Linked DNA regions of Mus musculus: regions 2, 3 and 4 are each linked to region 1. A link is a contact called in public promoter capture Hi-C data. All regions are on one chromosome and are shown on one strand. The core of a region is the stretch at or near the end of the contact, and the rest is flanking DNA. Distances in the headings are between cores, read along the strand shown.

Region 1 (3,044 bases), core at 536-3,035:
TCTGCTGGCAGGAGGGAGACTGGCCTCTCCCTGGGACCTCATTAGCCTATAGTCAACGAAGATCCCTAGACACAGAACAAACTGCCCCCCAAGTTCCACTAGCTCTCCACCTTGTTTCCTCTTGAGTCAGCCCCACTTATCCAGAATGGCTTGCCAGCCAGATAGGGTGGTGGGGAGCAGTAATTATAAATCATTGAGCCATCCAGGACCTGGGGGGCCCTGCCTACTCCAGTCTCCTGCTCCCGGCTCCCAGGAGAGCTGCCCCCAACCCGTTCCTTCTCCCTGGCCCCAGAACAGAGCAGGCTGTGTGTGCAGTGCTGGCACAGCTCCCTCAGGCCTCACAGAGCAAACACTAGCTGGAGCCCCAGGCACAGGCAGGCCCGGCACCCCGGCTTCATCGAGCTCTTGGGGTGGACCTGGCACCTTGGGCCCTGTTGAGGAGGATTGGCATCTTGTGCCTCCTGACATTAGCAGAGACCCACATCTGAGTGAACACATCCTACCACAGCAAGAGGTCAGAGAGCAAGAACAGGTAGTTAAAATCTTTCCAGCCCAGGCTCTCCACTTAGCCTGTCAGAAGGCTTCTGGGACACTGGCAGGGTCTCTTCCCAGCCGCTAGTGCTGAACTGGGAGTTCTGGGCTTCAGGACAGAGCCCACTCTCCCCACCTGAGCTCCAAAGGTTTCTGCCTTGTTCCTTTCTTACACATAAGCCAGCCCCCACCCTTTTCCAGTAGCTGGGGACACAGGCCTGGAAGAGAGCAAAGCTATCCTGCCCAGCCCAGTCCTGTGTCCTGAGTCACAGGCTGCGCCCAAGGGCTTCCCCAGCAGCCTCTCCCAGTCAGCCTGTAGACTTGGATTTAGAGGTGCAGGAGGGTCTGGCTGCTGAACCAGAGAGGGGCGCTTAAAATCAAGAGACTGGCACAGTCTTTTGGAAGGATGGGGGAGGGGGTGGCTCAAAGAAAGGGGGAGGAGGCAGAGCCAGGGAGGGGCATAACAAAGGGGCACTTTTGGAAACCCGACCTGCCGGCTGAGGTGCCTGCTCGCTGATGACGCACTCCTAACCTCCACACCAAATCACAGAACTCAGGGGCTGCCGGTCTTTGGCCTCCACCCTTATAGACAGCGCCACCCGACAAACCACCTCCGGATCCCAGAAGGCTCGGTGTTGAACAACTCCAAGCCGGTGGAGCCAGCCACAGGATAGGCATAGCCAGGCCTAGACATGGAGGCTCTAGGACTTCTTGGACAAACTTGTTGAACTTGGTCTCGGTGGGGAGGTGGGGCCAGCTGGTTACTGCAGCGGGGAAGGGGCGCTGCCTACTAGGGTTAGCCATACAGATAGTGGCGCGAAGGGGCGGGGGGCGGGCTTTTTACAGAGGCCCCTTCTAGGACTTCAGAACGGGCGCAAGGAGAGCAGTTGGGGACCCTCTAGGCACCCTGAGAGATGATTTGCTCCTCCAGCTGGACGCCCCATTTCCCCTGGCTGGCCTGAAGAAACGCCTAATTAGCGTAGGAGATGAGATGGCCTTGCGCTCAGTGGCAGCCAATGGCCGGGGTCTCCGGCGCGGGAGTCCGTCCCATTGCCAACTTCAGGAGTCGAAGGACCAAAGAGCAAGCTAGAGCCACCATGCCGCCGCCGTGCCCCCCAGCTCCCCCTCCAAAGCACTCACCGTGTCCTCTCAGGGGCCCTCGGTGGGTTAGGGGGATCTGGCCACGCTCAGTTCGGAGTCCTACCACTCCCGGGTCCGGGCCACCGCCTCCTGGAGCGCTTCGGGCCCTCCCCCGGGAAGCCCGGCCCCCCGGGCCCGCCCTCTCCGCGGAGCCGCCGCCCCAACCCCACCGACAGCATCCCCGCAGCGGGGACTGCAGGCATCCCTGCGCCAGGTGGCTCGGGATGCGAGCCATAGGATCTGCTCCCCGGGTGCAGAGAAAGCTGGAGCCAATAGTCTAAGGAGGTGCAGCGAGGCTACCAGAGAGCTGTGAGCTTTGTCGCTCTCCGACCTTTCCAGAGACTAGGAGGCCGGTGGGAATGAGCGGGAACTTGCACACTAATCATTAGGGTGGAATTCGGGGACAAAACTGAGGGGGCATTCTTTGCTGAGAGCACCTAGAAAGTTAGAGGTTAGCTACAGGGAGACAGATTCATAACCACCCACTCCTTGTAACCTTGAATGAGGGTTAGAGATACCTTCAGCGGTTATCTGCCCAAGATCTCTAGTCCGGCCGAAGCGAGACTAGAAAAGCCATGCCTACCTAGAGCAGCTCTGCTTGCAGCTTTAGCGCGCATTCCGAGACCTGAGACAAACACGCGGTGGGAGTGGGACAAAAAAACACGAACTCCTCCCCCTCCGTGTTCACGGTTTCAGATTTTCTATCTCAACATATCTTTAAATCCCTTGGTCTCACCTCCTAGTTCAATGTAGACTTTTTCCGAATCGTCTCGATGCCACCCCACCCTAAATAGATCCCTTCTTCACTGCTCCACCCCCAGCCTCTCGGGATTTCAGAGCTTGTGGGTCTGTTATTTATATTCACTGGAGCGGTCCAAGAATGTTCTGAGGCTGACCTAATCTCCACCTGCTCGGCTTCTCCGCCCCTCCTGCTCTCTCCTGAGCCGGGTGACCCCGCAGCGGTGCCCCTGACCCGAGAGACAGGAGGGAACGCGGGCCAGCGGGGTCCCAGGCCTCTGGTGCTCAGGGGTCCTGGAGTCACAGTTCGCTCCGGGTTGGAGAGCCCAAGGGACCGCCCCTTAGGGGACCGTGCGCGCTCTGGGAAGCAACCGGCCTAGCTGCTCTCTATCCAGCACGCACATTTCCAACCCAGCCCCCTCCACGCCCTTAGAAGTGTGAGTACGTGCGCGCGCGGATTTTTTAAAAGACAACTTTAAAAATAACAAAATCGTGTTGTTTCTAAATCTGGAAGGAATCACTGACGTGTGTTCTTTGCTCAGTAGAGTCCACTCACAAAATGGGAAGAGGGGCGGCTGAGGATAACAACGGTAACTTAGGAGTGACACCAGCTGCTGGGGGCTGACTTAGGAGCG
Region 2 (3,061 bases), core at 430-2,929, 390 kb after region 1:
AGCTTTACATATTTCTCTAATGTTTGGGCTTTCTCTGCCACACCACTGTGACCCTTTCCTGGGACTTATCTCAAGGGCTCCTCAGCACCCTGGTTTTGCAGCTCATTTGGAATGACTAGGTACCTTAGCTTTCTCTCATTATTTCTTCCTGTGCAGGGTTTCATTGCCTTCTCTAAACCATGCCTTTCCTCTGCTTGGCTTAGCAATGTTTCCCCAGGGACAATGAGGAACAGCTAGGCTGAGTACCCGGCCTTCCCTGACAACTGCCAGTTTATTCCCAAGAGGAGCCCAGTCCTCGGCTCACTCGCCTGACACTGAAAATAAGTCAGGGATATGTTTGTCCTTTTGAGAGCCCTGATTTCCAAGGACTCACCTTTCCTTCCAGCTCTTATGCCTTTTAAATAGTGTTAGTTACACCCTCTGTGATGCTAGGCTGGCGTCTTTGGTTCTGTCCTCCTTTCTCCCACTGAGAGACTTTCTGCAAATGGCATGTCCTCATTTCTTCTTTAGACCTTCCTATACTATTTGTACCACATTGCCATCTAGTTTCTAAATTCGAGATAACTTTTCTCTGACTTCCTTAACTCATTTAAGCATCGATTCAGTCTCTCCCCACCATGCCCTTTCCTCTTAAGTTAGCTCCCCCTCTTTCTGATTTTTGAGACAAAGTCTCACACCATAGCCTAGGCTGGCCTCAATCTTAAGGCAATAGTTCTGCCTCTGCCTGCCAAGTGCTGAAATTATAGGTGCCAAGTCTGGCTGTGGTTCCTGGCTTACTGACTGACAGCACCAGGTGTCCCTTTTCATGATCAGAAGGAAGTTTAGGAGAGAAGCTTCAGGCAGCCAGAGGGGGGCTGCAGCGATTGCCATTGGTTCCCCTAATTTGTCTCTGGATCATGGGAATCGCATATCAAATATCCAGTATAGCAGATATTTACATTACTATTCACATCAGTAGCACAATTACAGTTATGAAGCAGCAATGAAAATAATTTTATGATTGGGGGTCACCACACATGAGGAACTGTATTAAAGGGTCACAGCATCAGGAAGGTTGAGAACCACTGGTTTAGCTGGGGGAGATTATAGTGGCTGCAGCACTAGCTGTGTCTCCAGTCCACTGCTATATAGCCACTGGAATGTGGCTAGGTGGTCCAAGATATCCTTCCAAAGGGATTTGGCTTCCATGTCTCACTCTGTGTCTGGTTCCTCCCACATTATCATCAGTTACACCCAGATGTGAATTCTACCTCTCTGGTGCTTACTAACAAATTTACATCGTTTTTTGTAATTGTTTTCTCATTTGGAAACTGGGGATATTACCTGGATTGTGGGGCCACTGCTAACACATGTGTGTACCTGGACTCCACTTAGCTCAGGGGTTCTCATGGGTCTTACATTCTTGGTGAACTGTCCCCACCCTTAGCTTTATTCTGTAGCTGAATTTTTATTGTTTTGTTTTGTTTTTTCCTTTGTGGCTCTGACCAAGGGGAGGACAGAAATGTAGATGATTTGGGGAAAGTTAGGCAATGAGGGGGTGGACAGGAATTTCAAAGAGGCGAGGAGGAATTAGGCTGTTTAAAACATCTGTGACTGCAGAACTCTACACCCACTTTCCATTTATAAATAGCCCTGTCTCTCAGCCCAGCTCCTCCTGCACAAAGGCTGCATGGAAGATAACACAGATAGCAGCTGCTGGCGGACAAACATAGAGCAGAGGCTGCGGACCTGTGCCTGTGGGGCTTGGGCTCAGGCTGCAGGATGAAAAGAAGGCAGGGAGAAGTCTTGAGAGCTGTGGGTCAGAAAAAGATACCACCCATGGCCCTTAGGGTAGATAAAACTGCAAGAGACTCCTGTGCCCTAGCCACAACAGAGCTAGCCTGAGGCTTATCTACCTTCTGTCCTCCCTCGGTGGACAGAAAAGATAGGAGACACACCTCTGAGGCAGCACTCCTGAGAACCTAGGGTGATTTTTCTGAAGAGAGGCAGGGCAGAGAGGACTCCAGGGTTTCTGCCTTAGGAAACAGGGTGTTGATAACATGTCTTAGAAACTTGGAGAGCAGAAATACTGCTACAGGCTTGGGAACAGAGGCTACTATGTAACTCAGTGTGGGATTCTGTGAGACACTCAGGCAGGTCTGTGCGGAGACAGCTGGACACATATCCAACAAGTGTCTGCTGAATAGTAGAATGTGCTGGTCTCTGCTCCAGGTGTTCCTTCAATGGCCTTGAAGAAAGGGTAGGACAGCCAGAGAAGCAGTCCCGCTGCTCTTCAACTCCTTTATGAATTTTATTGACTTTGCTGTTATCTGTAAAATATCCCCTATCCTAGCAGTAATAGCTACAACGCACCAAATGCTAACTGGACCCATATACTTGATTTAATACTCCAGTAAGCATTATTTCTTATTTTAGAGATGAGAAGGTTGAATTCAAGAGGATTAAAGCTTTAACTTATAGTTCAATTGTAGAATGTTTGCCTTGTATGCACAAACCCTGGATTCAGTTAACAGCTCCATAAAATCAAAACCAAGAGCCGGGTGTGGTGGCGCACGCCTTTAATCCCAGCACTCAGAAGGCAGAGGCAGGCGGATTTCTGAGTTCAAGGCCAGCCTGGTCTACAAATTGAGTTCCAGGACAGCCAGGGCTATACAGAGAAACCCTGTCTCAAAAAACTCCCCCCCAAAAAACAAACAACCCCCCCAAAACAAAACCAAACCCCAAACCAACCGAGCAAGAACCACAAGTAACTGATCTAAAACCCCACAGCTGGTGACAGAGCTAGAGACTGCTCCCATTCCACCATCCTGTCTCTGGTTTTAAAAAACAACTCGGTCAGAGAGATGGCTCAGTGGGTACAGGCACTTGCTGCCAAGCCTGGTGACTGGAGTTGAATCTCTGACATGTTCTTAAAGGAGAGAACTGACTCCTACAGGTCATCCTCTGGCTTCTATATGTATTCACAGCCTTAGCAGACCGTCTCCCCATTTCCAGCTGCATGAACACACAACTTAAATACTGAAGAAACCAATGTCACGCCTTCATTAAATGTTTAATGACT
Region 3 (3,102 bases), core at 438-2,937, 450 kb before region 1:
TCCAGCTTAAAACGGTCCAAGGTCCGGTGACCTCGGCCATACAGCAAGAGATCACAGTCAAGCACTGTTATTGGAATAGCCATTGCTAATGTGGAGGTCCTCTTCTATCTGCTTTTCCCGAATTTTTCCCAGCGCAGTAAGTATCAGAATTCAACAGCTAACCATCAGTTAAATGGCTCTGACATTTATAATCTTCTTTCTGTAAATGTTAATTAAAAGAAAAAAATAATTAGAAACGTGATCCAAACCATACCAAATGACTCAAAACCTACACCTTTTTCAGCCATTCACTTGTTAACTCTAGATTTATCTCCACTGACTCACTATTGTATGACAAACTTGATCTAATTTGCAGACAATAAGAGTTCAATCCCAGTGGCTCATCTACTGCCTGGCATTTCAACTGAGAACAACACATGAGAACAAACAATTTACAAGGTAAAAGAGGTCTGTGGCAACCAGGAGACAGCTGACAAGTTGAAAACACCTTAAGGGTTACTCAGAGGTTTGTTTTGCAAAGCCCTATGGCTCCACAGATGAGGGAGTGCTCAAACCAGTCCAACTAGAGATGTAGAACAAAGGGGGGGTGGGGGGGGGGGAGAAAGGAAGAAAGACAGTCTGTGGCCCTGCCTGGGGACCTACACTGTCTGCTGTAACAGGCTTTCCCTTCATCTCAAGAGACCCAAATCCCGAAGCTTTAGGCTAGAAAGGAAGGAAGAGTATAAAAGGAAGGAAAGGAGGAAAAAGCTAAGTGAACCAGGTAGGTCTGGAACACCGAGGCCACTTTTCAACCCGCTTTCAAAACAGTATTAAGGGACAAAGATGGCTCCGAGGGCACAGGGTTTGCCTGTGAAGCCTGGTGAAATAAATTAGTTGGCTATCTGAGATCCATATGGTGGAAAGAAAGAATCGTCCAACACCCTTGCCACATCACGCCCGCCTCCAAAACATAAATGTATTTAAAAAGTTTATTCCTTTAAAAGCCGTGTAAGTAAAGATGCCCCAGCCAGGAATGGGCTCACTGTACTTGGGAAGTGTAGACCAGAAGATCATGTGCGAGGCAAGCGTGGACTACGAGCACCAGTCAAAACAAAGTAAAACAAAACAAAAAGCTCCTAAGGCTGGTCCAGCCTGTAATGTTAGCATTCTGGAAACTGGGTAGCATCGCCGCGTGCTCCATGCCTGCTGGAGCTACATTACGTTCAAAGCTAACCTGAGTTACACAGCGAGACCTTGTCTCAAAAATAGTAAGATAACCAAAGTCTGGCTGCTCGACCCAGAATAACCGAACGCTGATCGCCACCTTTCCGTAGCTACCGGATTAACCGGAGCACTCTCCACCCTCGGGGCCGAAGAAGGCCCGCCTCCGGAACCCACGGCCGCACACAAGCCGCCACGGTGCGCAACAGCCGCACCTCCCCTTCCGCGTCAGCGCCCGCCCCACGCCGCGTCATCAGCACCTCGGCCACCGCGGCCTGCGCTTCGCTTCCGTACATTCTACACGAAGCCCAGTCTCCAACTCCCTAAATTCCTTCCCAAACCCTTTTTTTTCTCCTAAAAGGCTTTAAAATTAATCATATGATTTATTTCTGGAAATAAGCCGCCTTTCTTGAAGACTCTGATGTACAGAAATATTAAATAGGTCGTTTGTGGTGTAGCGAAAGTGCAGCTGAATTTAGGCAGCTGCATTTCCTCCGTAGCGCTCTACCTCCCCACCGCCTGCACTGAAGCGGATGAAAACAAACACTAAGGATGGCGGCGCCGGGCAGCGACTGGTTGCTGGCTTAGGGCGGGAGAGATCGTTTGACGTGTGAAGGGGAAGCTCTGAGAAAAACCAGTCCACACCAGTCCGACAGCTTTTTCAGTTCTGGGATCCCGGAGCCTCGTTAGCGTGAGATATCTCTCTGCGACCTGTGCTGTCACTACCGCCCGGGAGCGCGGAACCCTCTGCTGGGAGGTGCAGTTGGCCGGCCCCAGGCCCCGGCCTCCGGAATGAGAGCCCGGAGCCACTCTCTGTGCCGTAGCTTCGCAGGTACTCACTTTTGAGGGTAATAACCCCCGGATCTTTCAGCGCCCCCGAGTGGGAGGTCACTGATCTGTGTTCCCTTGGCCACCACCTTGGGGACGCCCAAGCCAAGCAACCGAGGTTCAGTTCCATAATCCCCTGATTATGTTTTCTACGAGAAGTTGGGTTGGTGTAGACCCTGTTGGCTCTTGAGGCGTCCCAACCGTTACAGACATCCCCCGAAATTTTCTTGCTACTTTATTGTCTCTTTGAGTTATGTCAAAAAGATCTATTGGAGAACATTTGTAGGGCCGTAACTCCGGTGTTGGGTATCAAGGTAGGTTAGGTAAGTTTTCAGTCAATCAAAAAAAATTTTTAATGCCAAGTATGAAGTCCTCCTGTAAGTGAGGGTGACTTGACTAGTGAAAAAGGGGACTATGTTCTTACTGGCAGTGGAATAACCTGCGAAAACCTATTCTCATTAAATCTCTGAATTAAGTGGCTAAGCACCTTCTTGGGTTGTAAATCTCTCATTCACTTTTTTCCTAGTTAATCTGCTCAATCTATCCTCAAGGTAACATTCCTTTGTTGGCTCCCCCCTCCCCACTTCGGTGGTAGCCCGTAGCCCAGGTTGGCCTTAAACTCCTGTGCTTCAGTTATCTTCTTCACTCAGCCTCCTGAGGAGCTGAGAATACCGACGCAGGCTGTCACAGGCCTAGGTTGGGATAGTTGGAAACAGGGTTCACCTATGCAGCCAGGGTTTGTTTGCCTTGAGTTACTGATCCTCCTTTCCCGGCATCGTAAGTGTTGAGATTATCTAGCATATACCATCATGTCTAGTTTTGAAATTCTCCTAATGAAATATGTATAAATTTATTTATATGTATATGTTTATATGTATACAATAATTATATATCTATACACAAACACATACGTGTTCTTACTTGAGGTTTAACCTATCACTCTGCTCAGTCTACTACAGAGCTATATTCACAACCAATTAATCTCTGCTTTTTGAGACAAGATCTTTTTGTGTATTACACTTGTTGGCCTGGAACTCACTATGTAGACTAGGCTAGTATTGAACTTGTTAGCAG
Region 4 (3,086 bases), core at 549-3,048, 430 kb before region 1:
AGTGGGCACCCCTGTGGGCACCCTCACTCTTTCCTGTGCTTATAGAATTAACTTGGCATTCATGTCCACCAGGTGAGGAAGAGGTCAGGGTCCATTAAGAGCTTTCCAAGGATGTTAAAAGTTCTGGCTTCTCCAGAACTCCAAGGCTAAAACTACAGTTCATGCTGATGAGAGCTGAAAGCCACCCTTCCCAGAATGCATTTGAGAGAGAGAGAGAGAGAGAGAAAGAAAGTAAGTGCTCGTGCGCACATCACTGTCATAGTGGAGATTTTTTTTTTTTTCCGAGTCAGGGTTTCTCTGTATCGCCCTGGCTGTCCTGGAACTCATTCTATAGACCAGGCTGGCCTCGAACTCAGAAATCCGCCTGCCTCTGCCTCCCAAGTGCTGGGATTAAAGGTGTGCGCTACCACGCCCGGCTCATGGTGGAGATTTTAAGTGTCCCTAGCCAAGCTGTCCAGAAGTAAAGTTGTGGCTTATATTTAGAGACTGTAGCATTAAGGTTCTGGGTAGACCTGAAGTGACTATGCCATAATGGGCCCTCTGGACTTGAAGGTGACTTGGAAGATATTCTAACAAATACTGTATTGTGCTTCTTGCATTACAGGCAATTTGAGAGGACCCCACCTATCATGGGGATTATCATTGATCACTTTGTTGACCGTCCCTATCCCAGCTCTTCTCCTATGCACCCCTGTAATTACAGGTAAGGGCTGAGACGAGTCTCCCCCAAGCTACAGCTAAGCAATAGCAGCCTCGAGCCATGTGGGTAGAAATGAAAAGGCTAGTTTTGTTCTCGCTGCTGCCTGTTAGGTACACCAAGGCCTGAGCCACCGTATCTAGGAACTAACTGGGTGTTCAGGTTTGTGGCCACATCACCTCCTCCAGGTTATTTGGGGACTGCAAGATGTCGGGACTTTGTGAACTATGAAAAATGGTTTTTGGTTTGCTGTCTGGCTTTATAATCTCTGGCTAGAACTCGTTGACACAGCTCCCAGCCTTTCCTAAGCACTGTTTGCATACTTTCTGAAGTCGGCTATTGTGATTATATAAACTCCATCGTCGTTCCTCCCTCCCTCCCTCCCTCCCGACGGTAGAACTGCTGAGGACGCAGGGGTCGCGTACCCGTCAGTGGAAGACTCTCAGGAAGTGTGTACCACATCTTTTTCCACATCCCCTCCCTCCCAGGTAGGAAAAGGGTTATGGGGGCTGTGTGTATTCGTGTGGGCTTTAGGGAATGTTGTCCAAACTTAATCTATGCCCTTTGGTGATGAGATCACTCTAACATGCATGTGTTGATTTAGTTGCTCCATTTTTAGTTTAGTTTTGTTTTGTTTTTGTTTTGTTTTGTTTTGTTTTCAAAATAGGGTTTCTCTGACTAGCCTTTGCTGTCCTAGAACTCACTCTGTAAACCAGGCTGACCTCGAACTGAGAGATCCACCTCCCTCTGCCTCCTGAGTGCTAGGATTAAAAGTGTCTACTACCACTCCTTGCTTATTTTCTTAATAAGTAATAAATTTCACTTCATAATAGTAGACTATGTACCAAAGAGCAGGAAGTACTTAATATAAAATTGAAAACAACATGCAGAAGCACTGCTTTTCTTCAAGCTGATACAGCCATCTGCCTGCCTGGCCACGCCCTCTCTACCTGCCTGGCCACGCCCTCTCTACCTGCCTGGCCACGCCCTCTGTCCAAGCATCTCAGCCACTGACTTTCCCACGGGAGCGAGTCTTGAGTGGCCACACAGTTCCTTCAGTAAGTCCTGCCCTGAATTCTGATGCCAGCATCCCCAGGAAGCGCAGCGCAGCCTTATGTAATCAGCATGGGCTGAGACTGACATCACCCCACACTCCTCAGGCTCCTTTACCTTCTGCCTCGTTGCTTCATCCTCTTCCCATCTAACTTGTTTAGGTTTCTGTTTTTAAGGTAGTGCTTTGCATGGATTCTTGGCTGGCCTAGAGCACACTACGTGGACCAGGCTGCCTTTGAATGACTTCGTGGCCATTCTCCTTTTCTTGCCTTCTGAGATTACGAGCATGCACATCATGACTTCTTTTGTTTGTTTGAAACAAGGTCTCATAACTTGCAGTGCAGCCAAGACTGTCTTTGAACGCCTGGTCCTCCTGTCTCCGTCTTCTAGGTGCTAGGATCAGGCATGTGTTCCCATGCTCAGCTACCAGTGTGTTAATTGGGAGATTTAATGTTGTTGTTTTCCATTAAAATTTTTTTACTACAGTTTTATTTTGGGGGGCTAGGGAACGCCATTTCTGCCACGTTACATGTGTGGCAGTCAGATTTAAAGCTGAAACAGGAGAACCCCAGATAATTAGGGTGTTTAAAGTAGCTTTGGAATCCTAAATGTTTAGCACACCCAAGCTTTTATTCTCAAGTTCTCCCAACTGCTAGACTATACACATGCGCGCGCGTGCACACACACACACACACTCACATACACTCACATACTGTATTCCCAGTCATTCCCAGGATGTCATACAGAAATGTACACCTAAGCTTACTAATAATATAGCCAGCAAATTTCAGCTTTTTGCCATGGTCTCTGCAGGCTGAGGGTGGGCTTCCTGAGCAAGGCCCTCAGTTCTGAGGTTGGTCTCCATAGGCTCGAGGCTCTCCTGAGGGAGCTGCTCCCTCACGTCCTCCCACACCTTTCAGCTAACGACAGATTAATGCCTGGCTCAGGCTTCTGTTTTGCCATGTCATTCCCACTTGAGTCAGTTCATTTTCTAGCTGCCTGTCAAAGAGGCACACCCTGAGCTAAATGTCCCCTCCTGGTTGCTGCTTTGGGAAGCCGGCTTGCACTCTTCTCCCTGCCTCTCAGTACTCTGTTCACTGCTCACTGCTGCCCCTTCTGGAGGTTTTTTCTTTCCCACTTCTTTCTCAAGTCCCTTTTCTTTTTTTCTTGTTTCTCCTGTCTCTCTGTGTGTCTGTGCACAGTGTGTGTTTACTGTCACAAAGGCACATTTTCAGACCCCTACTCCTGTGGTGACGGACACTCTGAGGGTCCCCATGGCAGGACTGGCCTTTTCCCATCAAGTGAGTTCATAATGGGAAAACGGGGATGATCAGAT

The links. Promoter capture Hi-C pulls out the DNA fragments that hold promoters and counts their contacts.
Region 2: a contact with region 1 is called in a promoter capture Hi-C map of pre-B cells. The contact joins the enhancer-like site here to the promoter of Pacsin3 in region 1. A contact is called at or near these places in 18 of 39 promoter capture datasets (the 3T3-L1 cell line, 3T3-L1-derived adipocytes, the C10 cell line and 12 more), 2 of 484 Hi-C or Micro-C datasets (the C2C12 cell line and CD4 T cells) and 1 of 115 datasets of contacts at active chromatin or transcription factors (astrocytes).
Region 3: a promoter capture Hi-C map of neutrophils shows a contact between it and region 1. The contact joins the promoter of Atg13 here to the promoter of Pacsin3 in region 1. A contact is called at or near these places in 11 of 39 promoter capture datasets (the C10 cell line, cranial neural crest, embryonic stem cells and 7 more), 7 of 115 datasets of contacts at active chromatin or transcription factors (astrocytes, double positive thymocytes, embryonic stem cells and 4 more) and 2 of 9 other capture datasets (adipose tissue and pancreatic islet).
Region 4: a promoter capture Hi-C map of liver shows a contact between it and region 1, with 2.0 times the contacts expected there. The contact joins the enhancer-like site here to the promoter of Pacsin3 in region 1. A contact is called at or near these places in 11 of 39 promoter capture datasets (the C10 cell line, cranial neural crest, embryonic stem cells and 6 more), 1 of 115 datasets of contacts at active chromatin or transcription factors (stem cell-derived neural progenitor cells) and 2 of 9 other capture datasets (embryonic stem cells and pancreatic islet).

Annotation. Positions count from the first base shown.
Region 1 is chr2:91,255,554-91,258,597 of GRCm38.p6, reverse strand. Pacsin3 (protein kinase C and casein kinase substrate in neurons 3) reads right to left here and starts at 1,785. Exons shown (of 11, transcript NM_001289678.1): 1 at 1,672-1,785.
Region 2 is chr2:90,869,074-90,872,134 of GRCm38.p6, reverse strand. No RefSeq gene overlaps it. Among named protein-coding and RNA genes, the nearest start is that of C1qtnf4, 15 kb to the left of the region's middle. Within about 2 kb of position 1,679, at least 110 of the 459 cell types and tissues checked have an H3K27ac peak or open chromatin away from gene starts, as enhancers often do. A contact at or near this core is called in 3T3-L1-derived adipocytes, the C2C12 cell line, hippocampal neurons and 1 more, where this site is marked.
Region 3 is chr2:91,709,177-91,712,278 of GRCm38.p6, reverse strand. It overlaps Atg13 (autophagy related 13), which reads left to right and starts at 1,687. Exons shown (of 17, transcript NM_001355419.1): 1 at 1,687-2,032. Harbi1 (harbinger transposase derived 1) reads right to left here and starts at 1,427. Exons shown (of 3, transcript NM_178724.5): 1 at 1,028-1,427; 2 at 1-199. The coding sequence starts at 83.
Region 4 is chr2:91,682,768-91,685,853 of GRCm38.p6, reverse strand. It overlaps Atg13 (autophagy related 13), which reads left to right. Exons shown (of 17, transcript NM_001355419.1): 8 at 1-72; 9 at 605-703; 10 at 1,095-1,185. Among named protein-coding and RNA genes, the nearest start is that of Atg13, 26 kb to the left of the region's middle. Within about 2 kb of position 1,798, at least 24 of the 459 cell types and tissues checked have an H3K27ac peak or open chromatin away from gene starts, as enhancers often do.